Regions from separate parts of the Sus scrofa genome. Here region 2 is linked to region 1. A link is a contact called in public Hi-C data. All regions are on one chromosome and are shown on one strand. The core of a region is the stretch at or near the end of the contact, and the rest is flanking DNA. Distances in the headings are between cores, read along the strand shown. Region 1 overlaps C14H12orf49 (UPF0454 protein C12orf49 homolog). Region 2 holds the start of MED13L (mediator of RNA polymerase II transcription subunit 13-like).

Region 1 (3,178 bases), core at 512-3,011:
TTAACGATCCGGCGTTGCCGTGAGCTGTGGTGTAGGTTGCAGACACGGCTCGTATCCCGCGTTGCTGTGGCTCTGGCGTAGGTCAGTGGCTGGGGCTCTGATTCGACCCCTAGCCTGGGAACCTCCATGTGCCACGGGAGCGGCCCAAAGAAATAGCAAAAAGACAAAAAAAATAAAAATAAAAAAAAAATAAAAGGACATTTTTCCAATGAGAGCAGGTCATATTTCAGACTGCATTGCCAGGGTATCAGGAGCCAGTAAAAGGGGGCATTTAACACCGTATTTATTTTGACTGGCAAAACAGGTCATGGCTGTAAAAGAAACAGCTCTTGAGAATGAGGCAGCCTCGTCGACTCTGGGCTCACTCTTTCTACCCACACACACACTGTTTAAAGCATTCCAGAGCTGCTGCCAACTTTCCTGGCAGAGCTCTTATTTCTTTACATGTATGTTGCATTCCATCTGGTTAATGTGCTCTCTGTGCCATTCGTGGATTTTGGCAAGGCCTGGCAAGGTGGCCTGGCATGCTGAGGCTTGTTCTAAGCAAAGCAGGGCAGGAGGTAGAGGGAGGCTGGAGGCCAATGGAGGGGTCCCGTTTCCCCTTTGGCTCATGGGGGCCTGGAGTTGCAAACACTGAAGGGGAGTCACAGAGCAGTTTTCTTCCAGATGTGGCTGAGTCATGTGCATGCCACTCCTGCTGTTCACCCTTTGAGGGGACTTGGGGGGGTGCACTTTTACAGTTTCTGATGCGTGGCCAGAAAAGTTAAAGCATTGAAGAAAGGTAACAGTGGGGAAATCAACTCATACTCATGAATCTGGGGTTTCCCTAGAAACCTTTAGAGGCGAAGGCCAGAAAACGCCAACACCTGGATCCGATAGGCCCAAGGCCTAAAGAAAACTGAACTCAATCTTTACATTATTCTCAAGAACCATTAAGTACTTGGTTGGAGAAGCTGAGGTGACGTGCTGTGATTTGGATCCTATTTCATCCACTTGGAAGACAGGAAAGCCAGGTTTACGCACCGCCAAAACATCTGGTGAAGTCAGTTAAAAAGAAAATGTACCACTCCGGTTGGGGGTAGGTGGGGGTGGGTGGAGGTGGGGATAAAACCCTTTAGAAACAGTTGTTGGGTATTGGGTGACGAAAAGCATTCCATTGATTGACTCAAATGTTCACTTTTCCATCGATTCCTGTTGAGTCAAGAGCTTCGGGATGGGGAAACAACGAAGACTCTGGGCAATGAAAGAAAGATTATAGGGTTAAAAGACACAGAAAAGTTCTCACCTTTAGAAAGAGTGTGAGTGCACTTATTTTTTTTTGAGTTCAGCCAAGAGTGTGAACAGAATCCCCCTGTTAAATGGAATTCCTGGGAGTTCCTACTGTGGTGGAATGGGAATGGCGTCGTTTCTGCAGTGACTCAGCCACTGCACTGGTGAGGGTTCGATCCCCAGCCCGTTGCAGTGCAGCTGCAGCTCAGATTGGATTCCCTGGTCTGGGAACTTCCTTATGCCGAGGAGCAGCCAAAAAAAAAAAAAAAAAAGAAGAAGAAGGAAGAAATGGAATTCTTCACCTGAATCAGGAGGAGATGACATGGTACAGGAAAAAAATAAGATACGGGCTCCTAATAAGAAACAGCCACATGTGGAATAAAATTAGTGTGAGTTGTGTAATCCCAGTTGGCCAGTTGTAAGAACAGGGAGGAGAAAGGAGCATAGGGAACATGTTTCAGATGTGATTCAACAGGTCCTGGAGCCCGTCCTGACCCTCTGGGTTGGAATTTCTGACTCCCTTCTCTGCCTTGACTCAGAAAAGGAAACCGTATCCTGACCGCTCATTTCTTTTTATAGAATTAAACTTTCTTGCCAACTTCCTCCAGAGCACAAGATCATCTCTCGTAGTCTCTAAACAATACGCCAATCATCAGGTGGAAGCGAGGGGGAGCACTGACCTGTTCGCCCCAAACATCACCCAGGCCCCGAGCAGAAGATAAACGGGAACAGTTTGGCTTTCGTACCCGGCCTGGTAAATACAACATGTTCTCACAGGTTGGAAAACCGTCTGGCTCATCTTTGTACTTTCTCTTCTTTCTCTCACTTCTTCCGACTTGGATCTCATCATTCGGCTCTGACGTGGGCCAAGTTCACATTTGCCAGTTACCGAATGGATAATGGGTGGTTTGTAAGATTAGTAATAGGCTCGGGATGAGGAGTCAGGCAGCCAAGTGTATACTGTGTGCGTACTGAAATAATGTCTCTTGATCTTGACTTCCCACCCAGCCCTGATTGGCTGGCCACATGTTGATAGGAATCAAGGGGGATGGGAACAAAATGCCTTAGTTCCCATTCATTCGGTCGCCATATTTGCACCAGCCACAAAATCCCCACGATAGTTCCTTGCCCTGGAAAACCAGCTAGTGGGGGGTTGTTTCCTGGGAGTAAGGTACACTGGAGCTTGGAAGCCCAAAGGCACCATTAATAGAATGCAAAGAGTTTAGTAGTCCCTCATTAAAAATGGATTTTGTTTTCAATGCTTTGAGGACAGAACAGTGAAGTTGGAAACCGTGCTTGTAATTGGGAGCAGGTCTCCTGCCAGATTCTAACAGCTTCAAGGGATATCCAGTTTTAGGTTTACAGTACTACATTCTGGCTCATTGAAACTGCATCTAAACGTTGCCAGAATGTGTCATAAACTACAAAATCTGTACAGAAATATATCGACATAATGGCTCTGTAGCCTTAAGTCAGTGGGGTTGGGGAGCAGCGCTTGTCCCCAGCAGGGTTGTTCTTGCTCTGTCTCTTGGCAGACTTGGGGCACCTGGGACAATGATCATTCACGGGAGTCTGACCCTGGTCTGACCAGTTTGCTCAGCTGCTTAGAACGCCATGCTAAAGAACTCTGGACACAAAGCATCTTCTTTCAGATCCTCCACTGTCTAAGCTCCCTCCTGCCTCTGAGCCTTTGCTCATGCTATTCCCCCTGCCAGGAACCCTATTTTCCCAGCTTATTCCTAATCCAGCCCTCAGTTTACAGGCTGATTTTTCATGGAAGTCTTCCCTGACCCCTCAGACTGGGTTCCTTTGTTTGAATTCATTTGGGCTGCTGTAACAAAAATCCTATAGACTAAGTGGCTTAAACAACAAACACGTACTTCACACAGTTCTGGAGGCTGGGAGACCC
Region 2 (3,277 bases), core at 12-2,511, 35 kb before region 1:
GGCGACTGGGTGGTGGGGCTCGCTGTTGGCCAGACAGCATGTCCACGTGTCTCAAGGTTTCACTCTGTCGTCCGTGTTTTGCAAATGAGAAAACTGAAGCACAAAGAGATTAAGTCACTTGCCCACAGCTGGGAAGAGGAGGAGATGGGATTCAAACCCCTGCACCCATGCACAGGGAAGCTAAGCTCTTGCACTAAGGTTTATTACCCTCGCCCAGGAGCGCTTACTGAATACCAGGCACTAAGAAATGCAGAAATGCCTTTTGAACCCTTACTCCTAGGCACTGTGAGCATGCGTTCATTCATTGCATAAATGCTTTCTAATCTCCTGCTTTGTGCCAGAAATTTTTTTTTTTTTTTTTTAACTCCCAGGCACTTTACTAGGGCTGTGTTGGGAGCAGACCTTCCCTCCAGCATTCAATCAGTAACCAACATTTCCAGTATGGGAGTACAGAGGAATGCCACCATAGGGAGGCTCTTTTCCAGCCCTCAAGGCTTGACCTCGATGCAAAGGAGGAGAGAAGATAACTTCTTCATTAACAAGCCCTCGAACGTGGAAGAGCCGTGTAGATTGGACTAAAAGAGAGGAAGAGTGGAAAACAGGAGAAAGATGGAGTGTAACAAAAGGAGAGAAGTGTTAGACATGTGAATTGAGCTTTAGGAACTACTACAAGTAACTGCTAAAGCAAAACCCATGAGCAGCATGTTATAATGTGTACTATCATGGCCAACACTATGTTATAACCCACTGACACTATGTTATAATGAGTGTGCCTACCTTATTTCACATAGTCCTCTGAACAACCACATAAAGAAGATACTGTTATTATCCTTAGACTCTAGGTCAAACCTCAGAAGCACAGTGATATCTCTAAGCTCTCCAGTTAGTGAATGGCTCAAACCCAGGTCTATCTGGCTCCAGAGCCCAAGCCTGTATCCACACGGTTCTGTGGGCAGATGCCTGTAGATTGCTTTGGCAACCCTAGTTGTATTACTTTGATCACCATAGTTTAACTCTCTGAGCCTCATTTCCCAACCTGTCCAAAAGGGGTCCCAGTTGCTGACCCACTGACCTCAGTCCACTGCACATTTCTATTAAGATACTGTTGGTGAAAACGTTTGGAAAAAAGAAATGTCAAAGCACTGTATCGACATGCATGGTGTTACTTGAGCCTGAGCAATCATTGTGATGGTCCATCATATCCAGACATATTTATATCCCAGGAGACCTTCATCCTACACACCTGGTCACCCAGTTCTCATTCTTCAGCAAATCTCTTTAGACTCCCAAAGCAACCTAAGAGGAAAATGAGAAAAGGACATTAATAGTTTAGAGAATAGGAAAGACACATGGCTTTTAAAAATATAAAAAAGATGCTCAGTCTCACTTGCTGCTATTGACAGAATGTATGTGTCCCTCTAAAATTCATATGTTGAAACTTTAATTCCCAGTGTGATGGTATTTGAAGATAGAACCTTGGCAAGTAATTAGGTCACAAGGGTGTAGCCCTCATGATTGGATTAGTGCATGGTGTAAGACAAAACGAAAAGACTTCAAGCCCTCAATTACTCTCTCTCTCCTTCTCTTCTACCCTCTCCCTTTCCCTCTCTCTTGCCACTCCCACCCAGCCCCCTTTGAAGACATAACCAGAGGAGGGTTCTTACCAGGAACTAAATTGGCTAGCACCTTGATTTTGGACTTCCCCACCTCCAGAACTGTGAGAAATAAATTTTCCTTGTTTAGCCACCCAGTCCATGGTAATTTGTTAGAGCAGCCCAACAAGCAGACTAAGACACTCATCATAAGAAAAACAGAAATTAAAATCATAATAAGTATTGACAATATTTTAAAAGCTTAAGCAACTGTGAAGGGAAGTAGAACTCTCACACACTGCCAGAGGGAATATAAATTAGCGCCACAGCTTTGGGCATCAATTTGGAAAACATCAGAATTTATAATGAGCATTCCCTTTGACCCAGCAATGTTACTTTTAGGAGTTTATCCCACAAAGATTCTTGCCCAGGTGTATAACATAGACATGCAGTGCAAAGATGTAAACTATAGTACTGTTTGTTGGACAAACACTGGAAGCAACTTACATGTCCATCATGCGGGGAGTAGTTAACAGTATAATCCAATGCAGCCATTAAAAATAATGAGTTTGCTCTATGTGTACTGACATAGAATAACCTCAAAAAGAAATTATTGATTGAGATATCCCTGGAAGGTTGCATGAAACAATGGTAACATCAGTTGCCTCTGGGGTTGGGGAGTCAAAGTGGGGAGAGAAGTTCCCGTCGTGGCTTAGTGGTTAACGAACCTGACTAGGAACCATGAGGTTGCAGGTTCGATCCCTGGCCTTGCTCAGTGGGTTAAGGATCTGGCGTTGCCGTGAGCTGTGGTCACAGATGTGGCTCAGAACCCGCGTTGCTGTGGCCGTGGCGTAGGCTGGCGGCTACAGCTCCAATTGGACCCCTAGCCTGGGAATCTCCACATGCTATGGGTGCGGCCCTAGGAAAGACTAAAAAAAAAGACAAAAAAAAAAAAAAAGTGGAGAGAGAAACTGCTTTTCACTCTACGCTTTGCATGCTTTAAACCGAATGTGTCCATTACCTATTCAGTGCAATAATTTATAAATAACACAAATCAATCAATAAAATTGAAAACAATAATCAAATGCCACCATAAAAGTAAATTAAAAAGCAAATAAACAACACAAGACAAAAGGGGAAAAAAACTTCATCTGGGGAGTTTTTCTTGGCTGTCAAAGCTAAGGTCCCAGAGTGGAAAAGGCTACAAGTGCAGTGTGCGATTGCCCTGGCAACATGAGTACAGAATGAGGACCCAAGGGAACTGGGTTCTAGTCTCAGATGCACCACTGAGCGACCCTATTATCTTAGATAAGCCACTGAACCTCTCTGGGCCTCAGTTTCCTCCTGTGTGAAAAAGCAGCTCAGGTGATCTTCTGGGTCATTTCTAGCAAAGAAACACTTTGACTCTCTGTACCATGGAGATGACTGATAAAGATCTTCAGAGTCCTTAATGGTGAAAGCAATGGGAGTTGATGGGAGAGCCTCAGGAGAGAAGATAGAAACAAAACAAAACAAAACCCATCACTGATGACTAGGAAGCAGCAAGGCACTAGACTCATCAGAAACATCCTCATTCATAACTGAGTTTCTCCATTTGTGAAAATGCCTACTGTCCAGACAGGAAATAGAGGTGCCCCTCTGCACAAATCTCAGGTCCTATTCTGAGAATAACAGGTTAGTTCCCT

Evidence for each region. Hi-C and Micro-C count contacts between places; a contact is called where the count stands out from the background.
Region 2: a Hi-C map of skeletal muscle shows a contact between it and region 1, with 4 times the contacts expected there. The contact joins the promoter of MED13L here to the enhancer-like site in region 1. A contact is called at or near these places in 4 of 47 Hi-C or Micro-C datasets (embryonic fibroblasts, heart right ventricle and skeletal muscle) and 2 of 2 datasets of contacts at active chromatin or transcription factors (alveolar macrophages and skeletal muscle).

Annotation. Positions count from the first base shown.
Region 1 is chr14:36,025,679-36,028,856 of Sscrofa11.1, reverse strand. The region is part of intron 5 of C14H12orf49 (UPF0454 protein C12orf49 homolog); the gene reads right to left. Among named protein-coding and RNA genes, the nearest start is that of MED13L, 35 kb to the left of the region's middle. Within about 2 kb of position 1,761, at least 23 of the 83 cell types and tissues checked have an H3K27ac peak or open chromatin away from gene starts, as enhancers often do. A contact at or near this core is called in embryonic fibroblasts and skeletal muscle, where this site is marked.
Region 2 is chr14:36,059,818-36,063,094 of Sscrofa11.1, reverse strand. It overlaps MED13L (mediator of RNA polymerase II transcription subunit 13-like), which reads right to left and starts at 1,261. Exons shown (of 31, transcript XM_021073127.1): 1 at 1,244-1,261. It overlaps C14H12orf49 (UPF0454 protein C12orf49 homolog), which reads right to left. Exons shown (of 6, transcript XM_013990355.2): 6 at 1,264-1,296. The coding sequence ends at 1,279.